Linked DNA regions of Mus musculus: region 1 is linked to region 2. The links are chromatin contacts, called in public promoter capture Hi-C maps. All regions are on one chromosome and are shown on one strand. The core of a region is the stretch at or near the end of the contact, and the rest is flanking DNA. Distances in the headings are between cores, read along the strand shown.

Region 1 (5,100 bases), core at 473-2,972, 230 kb after region 2:
GGAAGATGGTTCCACAGCGAAGAGCACTGGGTGCTCTTCTAGAGGACCCAGATTTGGTTACCAGCACCCATGTGTCAGCTGACAAACACCTAGATCTCCAGTTTCAGGGGATCCAATGCCCTCTCCGGTCCTCTGTGGGCACATGGTACACGGACATACATGCAGGCAAAATGCACATATAAAGTAAAAAAATTAATTTTTAAAAATTAGAATGCTGTAGATTGCTTACTCTGGCCACAGCATGGCAGAAACAAAGCTGTGTGGGGTATTGCCTCAAGAGGATAAGAGGAAGAAGAGGCTGGGGAGACCGTGGATAAAATTCTGACCCCAGAAGAGCATCCCTAGTTACTGTGTAGCCCCAAAGCCCCCCCTGTACACCCCCCTTCTGTCTTCTCCCACCATCTGCTGTGGACCACACAGTTAAAGGGACACAGCCAAGGATGTTCCCTGACAGTTTCATTTTCAATTCTCTCCCAGTGGGACCGGTGGACAAGTGAGGGTATATCTGATTGGTTTGGTTGGCCTTCCCTCCCTCTCTTCTTCCTTCCCTCCCCACTCTTCAGTACATCCCCTTCCACTTTCCCAATGATCCTTGAAATTAAACGATGACGTGGCAGAGAACAGCGCTCCGACACCTGGTGTCCCTTTAACATGGCTCACTTGTCTTGACCTCCTTGTTTGCTTTCCCAGTGCCATCCTCGATCCTCATGGATGCTGCCAGCCCAGCTCTGGAAACTGTTTAGTAATCTTTCAGAAGGCTTGGGGGTGGGGGTGGGGTGCTGTGCAGAGAGTAGGTGCCAGGTTTGCTGTTTTAGCTCAGGTTAGTGTCAATGTGAGGAGACTGGCTTTCCCACCATGTGGTCTTCATCCAAAGCAGTGTGAGAAATGGGAAGGAGGTGACAGCTTGGCCAGTGTGGCCCGACATCCCTGGGACAGAGTCCCTGGGCCTTGCAGGGTCTCTTCCACTCTGTCAGTGGGGGTCCAGTGGCCTCCCGGCACACTGCCGAGACATTTGCATGAGGACATCAGTACTGGTCCAGAAACAGTTCACAGGGTGAAAAGTGGCAAGGCCAAAGTCAGGGTGCTGGAGGCTCCCCCAAAGCAGCTGCCCCTCCCCTGTTTCCTGCAGAGAGCCACGGGGGCAGAGGGGGGGGGGTGTGGGGCGACAGCCGTAGCCAGGGCTGAGTGAATCGTCCGTCCGTTCCTTCCTCCGCTGCAGATGAGCGAGAGCGAGACTCTCATCAGCATGGTGAACCGAATGGTGGAGAACTCCTCTCCCAGGGCCCACCTTTTCATGCAAGTAAGGCCTCTCTGTCTGCCAGCATGGTCCCTGTCAATGCCATCTCAGCTGCTTGTGCATGACTGGGTCACTCCATGTGGGATGAGGCCTGCCTCACCCAATCCATTCACCCACCAGGCCTCATCTCCTGTAAGACAGATTCCGGCCCATCTTCTCCCCAGCTCCACCATGCCGCCTCCATTCTTCACATTCATAGATAAACTCAGGGTGCATTTCCTGAGCCATCCAACAGCGAACAGTGACATCTCCTGCATGCTGAGGATTACAAACCTGCATGAGTGCCCAGGATGCTCTGTTCATGTTGTCTATGCGCTTGACAGATATTACTAGGGTTGGGGCATGAGGGGAGGATGTCAGGGGTTTGTAAACAGGCTAGGATGACTGCTGCGTTGTCAAGGCAAGGCAGCACTCACTGCTCCTCTCCCCGCGCCATGCCTTTGGAATCTTGCCAGTTCTGGCTTAGTGTGGGTGCAGCAATCGGCGTGTTCGGTTTACGTGGACAGAGATTCTCCAGGTTTCCGATGCTCCTTCCTGCCAAGCTCTCAAGTACTGTCTCTACAAACTGCCCAGGGGTCACTGGCGTCCTCATGATTGTTACCATGCAGAGAGCTCTGCCTTCCAGCAGGCCTCCAACAGGGGACAGGGGACACAGGTCATGTGGTCAACCTCTCCTGAATCAGCCACAATCAGGATCAGGATGAACTCTAAACTTCGCTGTCACAGCCTTCCCAGCTCCAGCCAGAGGACCTAAGACCCTGGCACAGAGGTGTCAGGTGTGGTGGACAGTGGTCCCTGGCAGAAAGGAAACGGGATTGTGATGTCAGCTCTGCCACTCACCCAGCCTCGTCTTCCCCTGCTGCAGTAACCGACCTCGTGTTCCTGCAGGTCCCTGCATACCCAGAGGTGTTCCGGGATGGCCTCCACACCTTCAAGCTAAACGAGCAAGACACGGATGTAAGGGCAGTTCTCCCTGCTCCCTCTGACACGACGTGCTCCTCATGTCATGTAGTCCTCCTCATCTTCACTTTCCCCCATGGGGCTTTTCCTCCATCCTCCTCCCTCTCCTGGTGGCGTTTCATTCATTTGACTCACCTCCTCTCATCAGGACCACAACGCAGTGTTCCACCTGCTTCCTCCTCCTTCTGCTTCTCCTTTTGGACATGGCCCTACCTCACCTTCACCTCTCACTCTGCTTCATGCTTCTATACCAAGCTGTGGGACCCTATCTACAGCAGTAGGGTCGGCTTAGGGCAAAGACTTAGGCTCTGCCTGGTGGTTAATCAGTCAGTCTGTTCTGTGCCAAGCCTGTGGTAGACACTGCAAGCTGCTAGAGAGGATATGGCCTATGTCTGCCATCAGGAGCATCAAGCAGTGGGATACCCCAGGTGGCAATATCAGATCTATTCACCAAATGGGATCAATGAGTGGGTCAAGGACAAAATAGGTAGCCAGAGAAAAAGACCTTGAAATGAAAAGCCTCAAAGGGCAAGATTTGGCCCAGTAGGAAGAAGACAGAAGGGGAAGACATGAATGAGAGATGAGGACGGGGAAAACTCTCCAGAAGAGAGCAGGCTCTGCCTGTGGCCTCCTCATTACCACTGACCTCGCTTCAGCAGCGGATCCGTGCCTGAGAGGCCTGGGGGTGGGGTGGGGACGGGTCTCTCCAGGCAAGGACCAAAGCTAAGAGGGCTCTCATCAGCCATCCTGACCCAACCTTGCTAATGCTGCAACCCTTTAAGACAGTTCCTCATGTTGTGGTGACCCCTGGCCATAAAATTATTTCATGGGTACTTCATAACTATGATTTTTGCCTGTTATGAATTGTAATGTAAATATCTGATATATAGGATATCTGATATGTGACCCCTGTGGGGGTCTCTACCCACAGGTTGAGAGCTGTTACCTTAAAAAAAGAGAACTCAGGAGTCTCAGGATAAGAGATACTGGGCTGCCCTGTGGGGCAGAGGGCCTGGTTCACATTACATTGCTTATTTTAAGACTACTTGTTCCCAAACCTTGCCTGCCCCCAGCCCCCCAGCTGAGGAGGTGAGACCACACTGTCTTCTCCATCCTCTGGGCACTGTGCCCCCACAGTAGAATAAGGATGTGCTTGACTCCCCATCCCTACTCAGAGAATCATCACATCTCATTTCCTAAGATGGAGATCCACCATGCTCTTTCCCAGAGCCTCCAAGGTGACGGTGAAGGCCCAGGTTCCTTGGCTGGGAAAAGTGGCGGTTATCCAGAGGCCGGGTCCTGCCAACCCAATTCCCAAGCCCCCATCAACCCACATCCTTCATCGTCTTCTTTCTTTCCTCTGGGCCCCCAGAAGCTGCTGGGCAAGCTGTGTGAGCAGAACAAGGTAGTAAGGGAACAGGAGCGGCTGGTGCAGCAGCTGCGGGCAGAGAAGGTGAGCAGCGGCTGGGGTGTTTTGTGGGTGGGACTGGCATGGGTGTGGCGGTGTGCGATGCTGTCTGTCTCTGTCCTTACAAAGCTGGTGGGTCTTTGTCTTCCTCAGACTTCTTGTCTCCCAGGGACAGTAATCCTATGAGGATAACCTCTGCTAAGTTGTCTGATTGAACTACCAGGGGCTCAGGCATCTGTTGTCAAAGACCCTAGAAAAGGTCACGGGGCAGCTCATGTCATCTCTCATCTTTCTTCAGGAGAGCCTAGAAAGTGCCTTGATGGGAACCCACCAGGAGCTGGAGATGTTTGGGAGCCAGCCCGCCTACCCAGAGAAGCTGCTGCACAAGAAGGAGTCTCTGCAGAACCAACTTATCAACATCCGGGTGGAGCTGTCACAGGCGACCACGGTAAGTGTGTGGGGGGGGGGGAGGGGCTGTGGCTGTTGGCCTCCCCTTCTTTCTGCCCTGACCTGGATATCTCCTAAGACCGCAGAAGCGGGGTGCTGCAAGGGCACCCCTACAGCAGAGGGCACGCGCAGGCAGCAAGTTTGCCTTCCTGTTCATTCCAAAGCGCCTCTACCCAGAGAGCGAGCGAGTATGCTCATCACCCACAGGCTGCATTTGTCCCAGGATTCCTTTGGGGCAGTGTGTCGCTGAGGATTACTGATTACTGAATTCCTCGGCTTGTCTAACCCATCGGCTGCCCACTTTGCCTTCTGCCTTGTAGAAGTAGGCTCTGGCTGGCTTGCTGCTGTCAGCAGGGGGACCTAAGGCAGATCCTTCATTCAACACAGCTTGTTTGAGTAACAGTAGCCCAGGAAAGTACAGCCCAGAAGAGAGGGATGCTCTCTATGGGAACAGATTCAGCTTTCCCTTCAGTCTGCCATGGGATGTGCCCAGGCCCTTCTAGGAAGGAGGGTTGGTGGTAGCCTCCCCCAGAATGCCTCAGCCTGTTCCCTTCCTGCCAGACTTCGGACCCCAGGGATCCCAGCCCCAGACCCCTTTGCAGCAGTAGAAGGGAGGGCTTGTTGAAGGTGGCTTCCACCGTGTGTTAGTTGCATCTTTTCTCACTGCGCTGCTGTGACAGCATGCTTGGCAAGTGAAACACTAAGGAGGAAGAAGGGTTTGTTTCCACTTAGTTTGAGGAATAAAACCCATCGCTGTGGGGAAGGTGTGGTGGGTGTGAGCGCAAGGCACCTACCTGGTCACTTGCATCTGCATTCAGGAATCAGAGACTGTGGGTTCATCTCGCCATGCCCTTTGTATTCATCCCGAACCCACGCCTGTGTGTGGTGCCACCATGCCTTCCCTCCCCAGTTAGCTCTTCCTTTAGGGGCACCCTCACAGACACACCCAGAGGGATGTCAAGTGGCCGGATGAACCCTCACACGCAGT
Region 2 (4,548 bases), core at 1,874-4,373:
TTGAATACTGTGTGGGTGGCATGTGTGGGTTCTTCTTCCTCCTCCTCCTCCTCCTCCTCTTCTTCTTCTTCTTCCTCCTCTTCTTCCTCCTCCTCCTCCTCTTCCCTCGTCCTCTTCTTCTTTCTTCTTCTTCCTCTTCTTCTTCTTTCTTCCTCCTCCTCCTCTTCCTCTTCCTCCTCCTGTTCCTCTCCCTTCTGGTTTTTCAAGACAGGATTTCTCTGTGTAGCCTTGGCTGTCCTGGAACTCACTTTGTAGACCAGGCTTGCCTGGAACTCAGAGATTTTTTTAAAAAAAGATTTATTTATTTACTTTATGTGAATATACTGTCTCTCTCTTCAGACACACCAAAAGAAGACATCAGATCACTTTACAGATGATTCCCATGTGGTTGCTGGAAATTGAACTGAGGACCTCTGGAAGAGCAGTCAATGCTTTTAACCTCTGAGCCATCTTCCCAGCTCTAAGAGCCCTTCCCACCCCCTCACCCCCACCCCCCAGACAGGGTTTCTCTGTACAGCCCTGGCTGTCCTTGAACTCACTCTGTAGACCAGGCTGGCCTCAAACTCAGAAATCCGCCTGCCTCTGCCTCACAAGTGCTGGAATTAAAGGTGTGTGCCACCACTGCCCAGCAAAAGCCCTCTTCTTTATTCTTCCGCTGAACCTGTCCTGAAGACCTGCAACTCTGACTCAGTGTTATACATCCGGGTGTCTAGGTGCTACAGATGAAAACATTCAAATAGTATCTGCATCATCATACAAAAATATCCAGCACTAGCTGTGGCCTCTATGCTAGCTGTAAGCAGCTGTGGGCCTCCATCCTTAGTTCTCTCTTGGTGTTGGGGGCTTAAGCCAGGGCCTTGTGTAAACCGAGTTATGTACTCCCTCGTTTCTTTCTTTTTTTTTTTTTTAAGATTTATTTATTTATTATATGTAAGTATACTGTAGCTGTCTTCAGACACTCCAGAAGAGGGAGTCAGATTTTGTTACAGATGGTTGTGAGCCACCATGTGGTTGCTGGGATTTGAACTCTGGACCTTCAGAAGAGCAGTCGGGTGCTCTTACCCACTGAGCCATCTCACCAGCCCCCCTCGTTTCTTTCTATGGTCATTTAAAACCTAACCACATTTTTTACATCTTCAATCCTATCTATTGGTTTTGTTTTGTTTTGTTTTTCAAGGCAGGGTTTCTCTGTGTAGCCCTGGCTGTCCTAGAACTCACTCTGTAGACCAGGCTGGCTTCGAACTCAGAATTCTGCCTGCCTCTGTCTCTCAAGTGCTGGGATGAAAGGCATGTGCCACCACAACCAGCTTTCTATACTATTTTTACTCTTTTTGTCTCAGCAGAATTCTCAAAGACGATCAAGTAGCAACTATTTTTTTTCTTCAGGGTATAGCTTCAAGACTTACTGCTCTCCAAATCCATTTGCCAGTGAGTCTCTCCAGGCAACTTTGTCTCGCATGCTTTGGGCCATCTCCTTTCCTCTTTGGGACAGTTTGCATTTTCACCCCTTTGCTCCCTGGTCTTACCTCTCAGCATAGGAACACATTTCTTTCTTGTCTTAAAAGAAAACCAAGCCAAGGGTGTTGGCTCAGCACTTAGGAGAAAGAGGCAGTACAATCATGAATTTGAAGCCAGCCTGGGCTACATATCAAGTTCAAATGGCAGCCTCAGCTACATGGGAAAACCTGTGCCAAACAACACTTCCATACCTGATCTTTCATGCTCCTTTGTATTCCTCCTCTAGTTGTTAAGCTTCTAGAACGAGTCTTTCACCATCAAGCCACCGGAACCTGATTTAGCTCTCACAGGCTTCTTTTTCTCTTCACTCACCTAGTGATGCCCATGAGGTTTCTATCTAACCGTTCCATTTCATCCTCGATGAAAACAAAACAATATTCTCCCTCAAATACTTTAGAATTGTGAACTCGACTTTTTGGGGGTGGGGGTTAAGATTGAATTTATTTTTAGATTCTGTATATGCTTGTGGGGGTGTGCACATGCATATGGATGCCTGCAGAGGCCAGGAGAAAAAGCAGCAGCTCTCCTGGAGTTACACACCACACCCGTTGGGGTGCTTCTGCCTCCCAGGTGCTGATTGAGGACCTGGCTTAGGGACTCCCCTTTTGTACTGCTTTTCTCCACCACAGGACTTCCTCTAGTTGTTCAAATCCTCATTCTACTAGACAGCTCTCCTCTTTGTGAGCTCTCCCCAGTTTCTACCTCTACCAACCTAGGAAGGCTTTAGCCCTTGTCTCCTGGAAAACTGCTCCGGTTTCTTACAGAGTTTCATGCAAATAAGGGGGCGGGATCAAAGGCCCCATGTGTTTTATAAAGACCTTTCTGACTTTGATAGACTGAAATGGTAGTATCTTAAATATTTCCTTGGGGCAAGGCAAGGGATGCTTAACAGATGTTTCCATAGAAGCCTTAGCTAGAGAGCAGAGGGCATGGGAGCTGAGACACCTTCTCCCACCAAGGCTTGAAGGGGTACTGAGGAAGAAGGCTGAATCCCAGTGTGACTGGCAAAGAAAGGAAGATAGCAAAGAACAAGTTCCTGGTTGAAGAAAGTGTACTTGGAGATCCGAGACCCTAGTTATTATGCAAACGGAGCTGGCCAGTACTGGGTAGAGCCCTTAGGAAAATGCTTGACACAGGTGCTTTAAGGGAGGTGCCCGGAGAAAATAACACAGTTTCAAAGTTTGCTTCCTACCTTAATAGGGTTGGAGGCTTCTCTACTTCTCCTCCCCACTCAGGTTGGAAGACCGCCCTTGAGCAAACGGGAGAGAAAAGTGCCAACACAGCCTCCCCCACGAAGGTGGTAGTTCTTTAGAGCATCCCTATCATGCATAATTATGAGAGGAAATTTTCGAACGGATAACTGAACGCCCAGCCCGTGTCGCTTCCAATAAGGTGATCTGGCTTGTTTCACCTGACCCAGAGCAAGGGGTTCCAGCCTGGAAAACGACGACAATCTGCCAGCGGGAAGTGGGATTGCTGGCCCCCGGGGTCTGCTCAGGACGCCGCACACGGTGCGGAGGCGGGAGCGGGAGGGGGAGGGGAGGGGGAGAGGAAGAGGGGAGGGAGGGGGCCCGTGTTCCCGCCGCCCCGCCCTCTGGCTCCCGCGACTAGGCGATTCGGCGTTGCGGCTGTTGCCGGCGGCCTGGGCCGCGGTCCTGGCAGGAGCCGGTGAGCCTCGCGCGCCGTGCAGTGCGCCGGCTGTCCGGGAGATGGCTTCTCCCCGCTCGCTCGCCGTTCGCGCTATTGTCTCACCCGGGGCTGCCTGACTGCGAGCTCGTGCACGCTCCCGGCAGACAGCACCGGGCCCGGGCCCGGCCCCCACGCCCGTCGCTTGCCCGTGTGTCTCCTGCTGCGGGGATCCCAGTGCCCGCGCGGTGCGAGCGAAGGGAGCAGGCGACACTGAACATCACGCGGGGGCTGGAGCCGCCTGGATCTTCCGAGCGAGCCGGGTCGGCGGAGCCCTAGACACCCAGCCACGACAGTCAGGGTGTCGCGGCAGAACCCGCGGCCAGCGCAGGTAGGAAGAGCACGCGGCGGGGAGGACGACCCCGGGGCTGCGGAGCGCCCTCTTAGTCGGGGCGACGTGGGCAGAGCTCCCGCCCCGAAGCGCCAGCGCCGGGGCCAACAATGGCAGGGCCGAGAGCCCAGCCGGGTCCTCCGAGCACTGCAGGTTGCTCGCCCCCGCCCCACGGCTCGCCCGCGACTCGCGGCCTCGCCGGGCTTGCACCCGCCTCCTCCTCCGGAACACACTTCCCGGGTGCAGCTGCAAGACGAGCTGGGACCAGGGGACCGCTTTGGAGTCGATTTGTTTATTAGTTTGTTTAAGAGCAAAACCTGTCCTGGAGTGGGGGGTGGTGGGAGTGGTGCCTTCCTGTGCAGCGGGAGTGAGAAGTCAGCGTCCAACCTCGGGACGGTACACATTTTCGGCCAGGCGGAGGGTAGGGTTGGCCTTATAAGGATACTGCAAAAGCAGAAGACTGAAAGCTTGCAGGAGAGACTAGGACCTTCAGGCCCGAGTCCCCGGCCCTCCGGGAAAGTGCTCCTCTCCTGGGCAGTACTTGCCCCTCATTTTTCAGTTTTACACAGCTGCAGCTTTGGTGCGATGATAGAAGCTGGAAGCCCCAGCAAAACTGCCAAGCTGGGGTGGGTGGGGTGAAAAGTCCAGGGGCTTGGCAGGCTTCTGGGGTGTGGAAAGAGGTTACCAAATGTATGAGGTTAGTGCATTCACCCTTGTTGTGCAGAGGTTGAAGTGTCTAAACTCTGCCATTGCTCCTTCAGGCTAACCTGGCCCTACATCTCACCTCCCTTTAGGTATCTTTGTGGTTTCCCAGTCCCAGCCCACCAGTCATATTTAGGGTGAAAGTCCTATTGTCTCTGGTTGCCCTGGTGTTTTTATTCAACTTGGTCAGAGAGTTCTGCAGCCTGGACTGATAGACCCTAGCAGGCCTTTGATTCCTTAGCGGCTGGCAAGCTACCTGGGCTACAGAAGTGGGCTGATACAGCCCCTCCTTTCTCTAAACTACCTGCTTG

What was found. Promoter capture Hi-C pulls out the DNA fragments that hold promoters and counts their contacts.
Region 1: a contact with region 2 is called in a promoter capture Hi-C map of hippocampal neurons, with 2.3 times the contacts expected there. The contact joins the enhancer-like site here to the promoter of Pik3c2b in region 2. A contact is called at or near these places in 3 of 39 promoter capture datasets (the 3T3-L1 cell line, hippocampal neurons and liver), 1 of 115 datasets of contacts at active chromatin or transcription factors (pancreatic cancer cells) and 3 of 9 other capture datasets (adipose tissue, liver and pancreatic islet).

Annotation. Positions count from the first base shown.
Region 1 is chr1:133,278,154-133,283,253 of GRCm38.p6, forward strand. Plekha6 (pleckstrin homology domain containing, family A member 6) reads left to right here. Exons shown (of 27, transcript NM_182930.2): 12 at 1,220-1,300; 13 at 2,186-2,254; 14 at 3,630-3,710; 15 at 3,964-4,113. Among named protein-coding and RNA genes, the nearest start is that of Gm19461, 11 kb to the left of the region's middle. Within about 2 kb of position 1,723, at least 10 of the 459 cell types and tissues checked have an H3K27ac peak or open chromatin away from gene starts, as enhancers often do. A contact at or near this core is called in hippocampal neurons and pancreatic islet, where this site is marked.
Region 2 is chr1:133,042,889-133,047,436 of GRCm38.p6, forward strand. It overlaps Pik3c2b (phosphatidylinositol-4-phosphate 3-kinase catalytic subunit type 2 beta), which reads left to right and starts at 3,124. Exons shown (of 33, transcript NM_001099276.2): 1 at 3,124-3,535.